3 separate regions of the Mus musculus genome follow, and all the other regions are linked to region 2. The links are chromatin contacts, called in public HiChIP or PLAC-seq maps. All regions are on one chromosome and are shown on one strand. Each heading gives the region's core, a stretch centred on a gene start, on an enhancer-like site or on the middle of the called end of the contact. The rest is flanking DNA. Distances are from core to core; before and after follow the strand shown. Region 1 overlaps Clgn (calmegin). Region 2 overlaps Tbc1d9 (TBC1 domain family, member 9). Region 3 has its middle 7.0 kb from the start of Scoc.

Evidence for each region. HiChIP or PLAC-seq counts read pairs in DNA pulled down with a chosen protein or histone mark.
Region 1: an H3K27ac HiChIP or PLAC-seq map of microglia shows a contact between it and region 2, with 8 times the contacts expected there. The contact joins two enhancer-like sites. A contact is called at or near these places in 2 of 115 datasets of contacts at active chromatin or transcription factors (bone marrow-derived macrophages and microglia) and 1 of 9 other capture datasets (adipose tissue).
Region 3: an H3K27ac HiChIP or PLAC-seq map of microglia shows a contact between it and region 2, with 8 times the contacts expected there. The contact joins two enhancer-like sites. A contact is called at or near these places in 5 of 39 promoter capture datasets (the HPC-7 cell line, HPC-7-derived erythroid cells, cranial neural crest and 2 more), 1 of 115 datasets of contacts at active chromatin or transcription factors (microglia) and 1 of 9 other capture datasets (embryonic stem cells).

Annotation. Positions count from the first base shown.
Region 1 is chr8:83,421,370-83,424,980 of GRCm38.p6, reverse strand. Clgn (calmegin) reads right to left here. Exons shown (of 15, transcript NM_009904.4): 11 at 1,745-1,960; 12 at 783-908; 13 at 248-410. Among named protein-coding and RNA genes, the nearest start is that of Scoc, 19 kb to the left of the region's middle. Within about 2 kb of position 1,335, at least 23 of the 459 cell types and tissues checked have an H3K27ac peak or open chromatin away from gene starts, as enhancers often do. A contact at or near this core is called in microglia, where this site is marked.
Region 2 is chr8:83,215,229-83,218,966 of GRCm38.p6, reverse strand. All of the region lies in intron 2 of Tbc1d9 (TBC1 domain family, member 9), which reads right to left. Among named protein-coding and RNA genes, the nearest start is that of Gm42027, 5.8 kb to the left of the region's middle. Within about 2 kb of position 1,741, at least 10 of the 459 cell types and tissues checked have an H3K27ac peak or open chromatin away from gene starts, as enhancers often do. A contact at or near this core is called in microglia, where this site is marked.
Region 3 is chr8:83,447,934-83,451,393 of GRCm38.p6, reverse strand. It overlaps a transcript of Scoc not described here. Among named protein-coding and RNA genes, the nearest start is that of Scoc, 7.0 kb to the right of the region's middle. Within about 2 kb of position 1,458, at least 11 of the 459 cell types and tissues checked have an H3K27ac peak or open chromatin away from gene starts, as enhancers often do. A contact at or near this core is called in microglia, where this site is marked.

The sequences.
Region 1 (3,611 bases), core at 86-2,585, 210 kb before region 2:
GGGTATGCCTGGGCACACAACTGTGCACACACTGCAGCTCATCTGTGCTCTCAGAAGCACAAAAGCCTGTGCCCTAAGGACGAGCAGGGCAGACATGGTGACTGCTCAGAGGGCTGTCCCTCTCAGGGGATGGCTAATCACGCTCTTGATGTTCCTGTGCACATCAGACCCAGAGCAGGGCAGACAATTCTGTCAGCGCTGGCAGCAGTGCCGGGGCCGGGGCCCCAAGTCACAAGCACAGTCTTACCCTTTTCCACGGTGACGACCTCAGCTTCACCTGGCTTCTTTTCTTCTTGCACATCTTCTGGCTTCTCTGGGGCCTTCTCCTCCTCTGCCTCTTGTTCCAGAGCGGCCTTGCTTTGCAGTTTGCATAATTCAGTTTTTTTAGGTCCCGTGTCTTCATATTTTTTCTGTGGTAGTTTAACAAACGCTGGTTTTACTAAAAGCTAAGCATTAGTTTTATTTTATTTTATTTTATTTTATTTTAATTTTATTTTATCTTTCTTTCTTAGTGCACAGACACTAATTATTGAAATGGACAATGCGTGTCCTCTCCATTAAAGTGTTTATCTACCTGGGTTTTTTTTGTTTGTTTGTTTGTTTTGTTTTTTTGTTTGTTTTTGCACTAACTGATGAGGTGCATAATAAACTCGGTAAATCTTACAGGAACCTGACTGAAATCATTACGTTCGCATTGAATTCATTACACTGCTTGATCCACACAACTCTGGAACACAAGCAAATCTGAAAAAACAAAGTTGAAAACAAGGTGTTTTCTTTACCTTTACTTTCCTTGGCCAACAAAAGGAAGCAACTAATGCAACGGGCAAGCCGGCCATCACCAGGTACATGAGCCAGAGCCAGGGGCGCTCCTCTGCGGCTATCACCAGCTGTCGGAGTACACCAGGCTGCGGGAGACATCAGCATAGAGGTACAGACTTCCACAGATTATGTACATCTTTCACTCTCTCCCAGTGCACACACGCGCACACACACACACACACACACACACACACACACACACACACACACTGAAAAAGACACCTTTGATAATATGTTCTGTCAAAGAACTTCCTGATAAAGTCACTCAGGGATCATTGTGATTTCTTTTTCTTTTTCTTTTTCTATGAACAATTTCACAAGTGGCCCTTGGGTATGAATTTTATTTTATTAAAATAAAATCTGAGGCCACAACATATTTCACTTGTAACAGTCAAGTGTCTAAAGAAACCAACTGGTCGTGGGCAAATGGTTCAGTAGATTAAAGTGCTGACACCCTCATACTATGCCGGATGCAGTGGCCTGTGATCCCAGCGCCCCCAGGGTGAGGTGGCGTGTGGAGTCAGCAAGCTCACAGGCCAGCTAGCCCAGAGCACACAGCACAGCAGTGGAAACAAACACAGTAATGCTGACGTTAGGTAACTTGGCATTTCTCTAAGTAAAAATAGTTGGAATGGGTACAGATTCCTGTTACAGCTCTCAGCCTTGGCAGGCTGACTTGAAAGCGCAAAGACGGCTTTTTTAATGTTATAAACACAATTGGACTTTGAGTCTCATTAGGGCTATTATAATTTGAATTCACCATGAAGTCTATGCAGAAAACCTCGATATTCTGTCTATAAGATGTATTCAAGTCCCTTTCCTTGGCATTTAGTAGTTACTGCATCGGTATCACCCACAGCCAGGAGTGAGTCCCCTGAGGCCCACCCACAGTTGCATAACTTGTCTGCGGTCACTGTCGCACCTCATTAGCATTTGCCACCATTATCTTCAGTTCCCAGCCATCTGTAGCCCACTGATCGGCCACCTCCTTTTCTGAACAGATGATAAAATTATCAAAGTAGATGTCAGGAGTCATGGACCAAAGCTCTAAGCCCAGCGCACTGAAAGAAGTCAGGAGGAAGGGGTGGTCATCCTCAAAGTAATCTGGGTTGGGAATCTTCTGAGGACTCCAGAGTCCCTGGGAGAAGGAACAAAGGAAGACACTCTTAGAGAAAGTGATGCCATTACACAAATAAAAAGGAGCGGAAGAGGAAGCCTTTTTAAAAAATATTTTTTATTACTACGTATTTTCCTCAATTACATTTAGAATGCTATCCCAAAAGTCCCCCATACCCTGCCCCCCACTCCCCTACCCACCCACTTCCCCTTTTTGGCCCTGGCGTTCCCCTGTACTGGGGCATATAAAGTTTGTGTGTCCAATGGGCCTCTCTTTGCAGTGATGGCCAACTAGGCCATCTTTTGATACATATGCAGCTAGAGTCAAGAGCTCTGGGGTACTGGTTAGTTCATAATGTTGTTCCACCTATAGGGTTGCAGATCCCTTTAGCTCCTTGGGTACTTTCTCTAGCTCCTCCACTGGGGGCCCTGTGCTCCATCCAATAGCTGACTGTGAGCATCCACTTCTGTGTTTGGTAGGCCCCGGCATAGTCTCACAAGAGACAGCTATATCAGGGTCGTTTCAGCAAAATCTTGCTAGTGTATGCAATGGTGTCATCGTTTGGAGGCTAATTATGGGATGGATCTCTGGATATGGCAGTCTCTAGATGGTCCAGAGGAAGCCTTTTATAAGGGATGGGGAGATGGCTCCGGCGGTAACATGTGTGCCCCTGCGTGAAGGTACAGGAGCTGAGTTTAGTCTGTAGCACTGTTTAAAAAGTTGGTGCTGTCAGACAATGGCTGTAATCCCAGCCCTGAGGAGATGGAGGCAGGGGATCCCTGGGATTTGTTGGCCAGTCAGTCTACTCGAGTCAGAAAGATCCAGGTTTACTGAGAGACAGTGTCTCAAAAACAGTAAGATGAAGAACAATCACAGGCACTCGCACACGCGAGCACATACACACACACTCACACACACACACACACACATACACTCACACACATACTTTCTCTCTCTCTCTCACACACACACTCACACACACTCACACACACACTCACACACACACACACACATACACTCACACACATACCTTCTCTCTCTCTCACACACACTCACACACACACACACACTTTGTGATAAATGAATGCTATGAAGAAAGACAGTAGTGAAGAATTAGAATATACAACCACATTTGTGTGTGTAAACCATCATTCTATCTCTATATCCCTTCCTATCTGTCTGCTCTGTACGCCAGACTGGCCTTAAACTTACAGAGATCCTTCTAACTCTACCTCTCGAGTACTAGGATTAAAGGTGTGTGCTACCACGCCCAACAAAAGATGCTACATTCATTTTTTTTTTATTGATATGTTATCTTAAAAGACTGTTGCTGTTTGGTTTTACCCTAGGGGTCTGTGCTATTTATTTAGTCTCTGGTTCCAGGTCACACAAGCAATACTGGGCATGGGCTCCTTCTCATGGAGTGGGCCTTAAGTCAGATCAGACACTGGCTGGCCACTCCCACCAATTTCTGTGCCACAAATGCCCTAGCATATTTTGCAGGCAGGACAGACTGTAGGTCAAAGGTTTTGTGGCTGGGCTGGTGTCCATGTTTCTGTTTCTGTAGCTTACAGTGTACCTTCCTGCACCACAGACTAGAATGTAGGGTGGGGACTCCAGGTAGGCACCAGCGCAACCTCTCCATGTTCACAGGAAGTGTCTGGGTACAATT
Region 2 (3,738 bases), core at 492-2,991:
GGGCTTATTCTGGTCCACAGTTCAAGGGCCCAGTAACACACGGCAGGGAAATCAAGGTATCAAGGTCACAGGAGCTTGAAGCAAGTTGATCTGAGTCCCATCAATAGTCTGAAACAGGGGGATGGATGCAGGACTGTGACCCCATTCCCTTTCTCTATTTACACAGCCCAGAATCTCAGCTAGGGAACTGTGCCACCCATAGTGGGTGGGGTCTCTCGTTACAATTAAAATAATCCAGAGAGCCCCATACATGTGTACCCAGAGACCCATCTCCCAGGCCATTCTGGAGCTTCTCACGCTGTCAAGTTGACAGTAAATATGACATATCAGGACTAAGCAATGAGGCTAGGCTGCGGTTCTCCTCTTTCCCACCCTGGGATTACAGGTACATGCCACCACACCTAGTTTTAATCCCATGGATACTAGGGGTTAAATCCATGTCATCAGGCTTGTGCAGTAAGCATTTTATTGACTGGATTATCTCCTCAGCTCAGTAGTTAGACTCCCTGTTACACCTACATGATCCAACCTATTGGCTCTGCTTAACCCCAGTACTCCTTGGTTATCATGGGTTGAACACACTTATCAGGTTTAAGGTTTAGAACAGAACAGATGCATCTTAGCTTTGCACTGTTTTAGACTGCTTTCTTTCTTATTCTTTTTTCTCTCTTTCTTTCTTTTGTTGTTTGTTTATTTGTTTGTTTGTTTAAAGAGAATGTTTCTTTGTTTTCACTCTTGCTGTCCTGGAACTCACTCTGTACACAAGGCTGGCCTCAAACTCACAGAGATCTGCCTGCCTCTGTCTTCCCAGCGCTGGGATTAAAGGCATGTGCTACCACCACCTGGCTTCCATATTTTCTCTATCCAGAGCTATGCATATCTAACTCTACCACACCCATACCTACAGTAGGAATAGCGTGTGCATGCACACATTAACTTGACAAACATCTACTCTTCCCCCATGGTGCATTGCCATCCCTGCTTAAAGCCAGATCTCAAGCATGGTTGCACATGTTTATAATCCCAACACTTGTGAGGCTCAGGCAGGAGGATTGTAGTGAGTTTGAGGCCAGCCTGGACTACACAGTAAGACTGTCTTGAAAAGTGTGTTTATGTGTATGTGTGATGGCTCAGCAGATAATGTCACTTGCCAAGCCTGATGACCTAAATTCAATCCCTAGGATCCACAAGCTGAAAGGAGAAAACCCACTCCCACAGGTTGTCCTCTGATTGTGACACACACCCACGACACTCTCATGCCCGGTAATCACAGTACTGTTTGAAGGAACCTGACAGGAAGCCCTTTCACCATGACTGTCATGACCTGGTCTATTCATGGAACAGTTTGTGCAAGATTGTGTATTAACTCAGTCAGTAGAGCTTGAGACTCTTAATCTCAGGGTCGTGGGTTTGTGCCCCACCTTAGGCACCACCTGTTGCTGGAAATATTAAAATGAACAGCGAGTTCCCACTCAGCCACAGTAGTCTCGCAGGCCAGTTCTTATCTCGTGGAGACTCTCTGACCCAGAGCTCCAAAATCTCTCCATCCAGATCACTCAGTTCCCACTGGTGGGCTGCTACCACGCCAGCCCCATGCTTCAAATCTCCCACAGCCTTTGTGGTGCACCTCTGACAAACCCACGCTTTGCTGCCATACCTTTCTCTCTTGAACCCAGTCGAACCGCTGCGTGAAGGAAAACACCACACAGACTTAGTTCAGAAACAGAAGTGAAAGAAAGGGTTTGGCTGTTAGTTTTCTGGAAAGATCCCACTTACTGAAATAGAGCAAGGAAAAAACAAGCTGAGTTGTCTGGACTAAGCTAGAAAAACAAAGAAAGCCAGAGTTGGCGGTGAAGGTCACCCAGAGAGCTCTGCTAAGAAAAAACAAGGCCCACACTTGATGTCCTTCAGGTTGATTAGACACTGGCTTTTGAAAGATGAGAAGCTGTGTTTTTAGAGGATTTGTGGACAGTCACCAGGAGATCTCATACATGTGTCACACATGCTATGTATGACAATAACAGAAAACACAGAGTCATTGTGGTCTGATGTCTCACCCAGCCTAAAATGTATCTTCAAGTCCATGGTGTGTACTTGAAATTAGAAGAAATTTGAAGACAGACCTGCAGAGTGAATTTATGCTGCCTGATCTCTAAGGGTTAAAAACAAAGGTTTAAGGCCCCGTGGATCGATGTCCAATGGCTACCTCCGGTGCAATACTAACATAATGCACGTTGGACTTTGGTCTGGAGACAGACTATAGCACTGCCCTGAAATTTTCTCACTGTTAGGGTGTGTGGGAAGAGACTGAGCGAGAATAAGTTAGTCTGCATAATAAAACAAACAAGCAAACAGCAACAGAGCAGAAAACAAAGCCCACTAAACCTTCGAGAGCCTGAAAATACTGTGGGTTTTCAGAAGCAAAACAGGCTGAGTAGATCTCTGCTTTATTTCAGCCTTCAAATATACAGCATTCAGTTACTCAAATAAAAGAAAACCAACAAAGACATCCCTTGTGGTTTTCTCCAAAATGCAACCATACACAAAAGGTTTAAGGTTAACCCGCAAATGAAGGCAAGAGAAACACCCAGTGCCCTGAACACCGAGGTGCCTGTGGCCGGCTATCACTGTGTCCTTCTCTCTCCAGTTAAGAGATGCTGTTATGTAGAGTGAGCTGGCTTCATGCTCAGTACATCAGTACCCACTCAGTACATCAGTACACACTCAAGGGGGACCTCAAGTGACACACTTATACCTCAGCACCTGGAAAAAGACAAACTTGTATTTGTCCTTGTATGGGAAAGGGACAAACTTGTATTTGGAGGACTAGGCAAAGGCAAAACACACACACACACACACACACACACACACACACATTGTTGTGACTTGAAATGTTCAGAAGTCTACCTTCTCAAAACCCGCATCTAATCAGAGCTATCACCATAAACAATGTAAAGAAACGTGAAAGACAGCATTCTGCTACTTGCACTCCCCAATGCCAGGCTAGAGCAGAGTTGGCCCAGGAAGCAAAACCATAATAATCCTCTATAGATGAGGAAGCAGGACCTCTCACATCGCTATGTATCGGATCCAGACTTTCTGGCTCTTAAACCCATGTCCATATTTGCTGGTCACTGCCATCCTTCCTTCCCCTACTTCACAAGTATAGGTCTCCGGGGTCATACGGACAAAGGTCAGACTCTGCAGGGTCATAAGGACCCAGGCTATTGAAAGTCACTATTACGTGATATCTCCTACTATCAAGGACTAGAATGCAGATGGGATGCTGGGGGATGTAAGAAGCCTCTTGGTGCTTCAGGTTTCTCCTCTGTGCTACATAGGCAATGACACTTGCTGTATTAGTTTGTGCTAGAGACTCAGCACGACAGCACTTGGCACATCTAGCACGGACCTAGAGCACAGAAAGCCCTGTAGAGTTTCTTTGCTAGGACTGTCACAACAGCAGCAGAGTACCAAACTTTACCTTGAGGCAGGACTCAGAAAATATTTCTAACTTCTGGCCCGAGGACACAAAGATACCAGCTGCCTGACCTCTGCCCAGTCACGTGCCCTCTGCAGGTCTCTGGTGCTCTTGGCACCCCGACGTCTGTGCCCAGATCACCACAGGAAAGCATTCTGTGAAACTCCTTGAGCACAGGCCACAAGCTGCTTTCATAACTGCTTCTAATCTCTCACAGGTCCTAACAACATGCTTGTCACACTGTAATCACTTGGAGA
Region 3 (3,460 bases), core at 209-2,708, 230 kb before region 2:
TTTAACAAGCAGAAAATGTCACATAACGTATGAATAAATTATGAAGCATAAAGTTCTGCGTATGAAGAAATGTTTTTGAATTAGTTTTACCACTAGAGGTCAGTAGTGTGCCATCCCCAACATGGAGACCTTAGGGCTCTTTCTTTTATTGAGGTTACTTCCCCCTAACCCCTAGCTGTCCTTGCATGCTCTATGAAGTTGGACAGCCACCACCTCTGGAGCTCTCTGCCCCTCTGCCAGGTGCAGTGAGAAGCAGTGGGATTTTTTTTTTTTTTTTTTGATAGAAAGCAGTTTGAACTCTCAGGGGAAAAGACAGTGTGGCAACCCAGTGCTGTCCCTTCATGCCAAGCACCCATGCTTCTCTCAACTCAGAAAAATGAAGACCCCAGGGCGGAATACCCATCCAGACAGAGTTTCAAGACTGCATTTAGGTGCTGGGCAGTGGAGCTCCATTTGTAGACAGAACACAGGAATATAAGAAATCAGATGCAGGGATTTCTGTTCAGCTCCAGTTGCTATGCATGCAGGCCAGAACACTTCCCTTCTGTTTATCCTGTTTTCCCTGAGGACATAAAAGGGAAAACCTGAATTCTGTTTCTGTAGTCTGAAGTGGCACAGCAAAGGTAAATGTGCTTTGTTTAAGACAGAGACTTGAGGTGCAGTCGGCCCATGTAGTCCAGGCTGGTCACGAATCTGTAGCTCTCCTGACACTGCCTCCCAAGTGCTGGGATTATAACATGTGTCTGCCTGAGCCTAGGGCTGTCATTTCCCTAATACAGCACTAAGGGGACATGATAGGCCTTTTACACCAAATCTAAAGGAGAACCACAAATATATTTGCATGAAATGTTAAACTGCTGATTGGACTGTGATCTATGAGAGCTGTTAGCAAATATCTAGTAACATTTATTTTGGCATAAAGCTCTTGGGATGGAAAAGACATTGTACCAATGATCCAGGCAGATGTCTCGTCTGTGGATGAGAGAGACGTGTACTATGTTCCCTCCCACTGAGAGCTGCTTGTTTGTGATCCACTCACACTGTCACAAGGAAAACCCAGGTTCATGACTCTTGTTGGGAATGAGTCTGAGGCATACTGGATTCTGTGCTCAACTTCAGGAATTCTTCCCCCCCCCTCCCCCCCCCCCCCATAGCTTAAGTTCTCTTAAGACTTAAACTTGTTCCTGCTGGATTTTAGACCAGCCTTGGCCCCCTAGTGGCAAGGCTTTTCAGAACTTTCTGCCTTTGCCAGGACAAGCAGAGGGTGGTTTGGGCCTATTTCCCTGTGGTTAGAAATGATCAGTTTAGCCAATTGTTTAAAACAAATCACATGTAGGTTTTTGTTCACACCCCCATATGTGCATGCGTTTCTGTGTTGGTGCACATATCCCTGTTCTAGTGTGCTTGTGGAGGCCACAGGGCAACCTTAAGGGGCCCACTCTATCTAGTGTTTGTGAGACAGTCTCTACCCAGCCTGGGTCTAACAATCTCTTCCCCAACAAGGGAATTAAAAGTGCTCACTACCACACATGGGGTTGTCTCCACAAGTCATAGGAACTGAACTCGAGTCCTCATGCTAGCTCGGTAAATTACCAACTGCCCTCACCCCAGCCAAGGCTCTTACTTGGAAGTGTGGAGAAGTTAGATTAAATGGTGTAAAAGAAAGGCCAGGAAGGAGTAAGCTACAAAAGGCCACCTGACTCATGCCACAGGCATTCCTAAAGTGCCATCACTCCTGCTGATGCGTGCCCAGCCTCTGGCTAGTGGACTTCTCCTTTTTAAACTTAAAGAACCCTCCCGGGCTGAGACATTTGGAGAAATTTCCCTAGGGCTATATAATGGAGGGGTGGGGACAGGAATTTGCCACAGAGCTGAAGTCAAGTCAGGTAGAAGGTTCCTGAGAGAGGTGCTACCATGGACTCTAGGGGCCATGGACCCTGGGGGTCACTGTATTTTTGTGGGCATATCAAGAGTATGAAGCCCTTTCTCAGACTTCAATGGACAGTGTTTCCAGAGTAACTGTTCAATGCCTGGGCCAGCCCTGGGCCAAGAAAAGCTTGCTACACTTTCTGGAGAAGCAATAGATCTCCAAGATCAAGGTTCTGGCCCTGTATCACAACACACTACATATGGAGGCCGGCTGCAGCCTCCCGACACCCAGAGACGTGGACGGGGAACCCAGAATGAAGTTCATGCAGGGGTGTAAGGAGGGTCGAGTCTCTCGCCCAGGCCTCTCAGCAGCCGTAAAACAAGATGCCCATCAGCTCACAAGTGGTTTAAGATCCCAGACTTTGACAGAAGCTGAGGGAACTCCAAAAACTGACCTCTTTTATCTCACAGGGTTACTGAGAGTCTATCTCAGCTCGTAGATTACAATGAGACTTAGGACAATTTGAAGAAAATCTTTTTAGCAACCCAGCATTTTAGAGCTTTGCTACCTAGTGGGACCATTTTGTTGTAAAATTATAACCCTGGTTTCTCTGTGCTCTTCAAAGCAACACTTCATACATATTCTGGCACACGGGTGTGCATGCAGATAGAGCACTCAGATACATAAAATAAATAGAATCTTTTTAAAAAGTTAAAAAAGATTTTCCAGTATAATTCTGATAAAGATTTCTCTATCTTCTAAAAACTGATAATCTAAGCTTTCATTTTAGACCATGTCCATTTGAATTAACATTGTGTTTGTGTGCGTGTGTGTGTATGTGTGTGTGTGTGTGTGTGTATGCTGTGAGGTACAAGTTCAGGCTTACCTCCCAATATTGATATCTAGTTGTTGAAGCATTATTGTTGAAGATAAGCCTCTCTCCATGAGATTGCTTTGATACCACTGTGAGAATCAGTTAGCTATATGAATCAATGCGTGCACTTCTTCCTGGCCCTATTCGGTTTTGTTTCTGTATGGACATCTTTATACCAACACCATTATTGATTTCATTAAATTAGGTTAAAAATAAGTGTTGAGATAATGTAGGGTGTGCCCTCTCTTCCTTTGAGGAACGATTCTGTCTACACTGGGTCCTTTGTACCTTATGGACTTGTAGAACTTACAGCTTTAGACCGTAAGTTTCCTTGCCATGGGTAGGAATCCCAGTGATTCAGTCTGTCTCGCTGCAGGATTTTCTGAGCATCTGTTAAGGCCTTTTGTGTCCACTCTGATCTTCCATGTTTACTCTTAGCTCAGTGGTTCTCATTCTTCCTAATGCTATGACCCTTTAACACAGCTCCTCATGTTGTGCTGACCCCCAACCATAAATTTATTTTTGTTGCTACTTCATAATTGTACCTTTGCTATTGTTGTGAATTGTAAATATCTATGTTTTTCTGTTGCGGAAAATATTTAAAAAATGGAACTGGCATGTTCCCACTTTTGTGCCTCTGCCCTGGCAGCCTGGCCAGCCTTGCACTGGCAGGCAATGGCTGACCTGTTTTTATTTCGTGGAGACTCTTGGTTCAG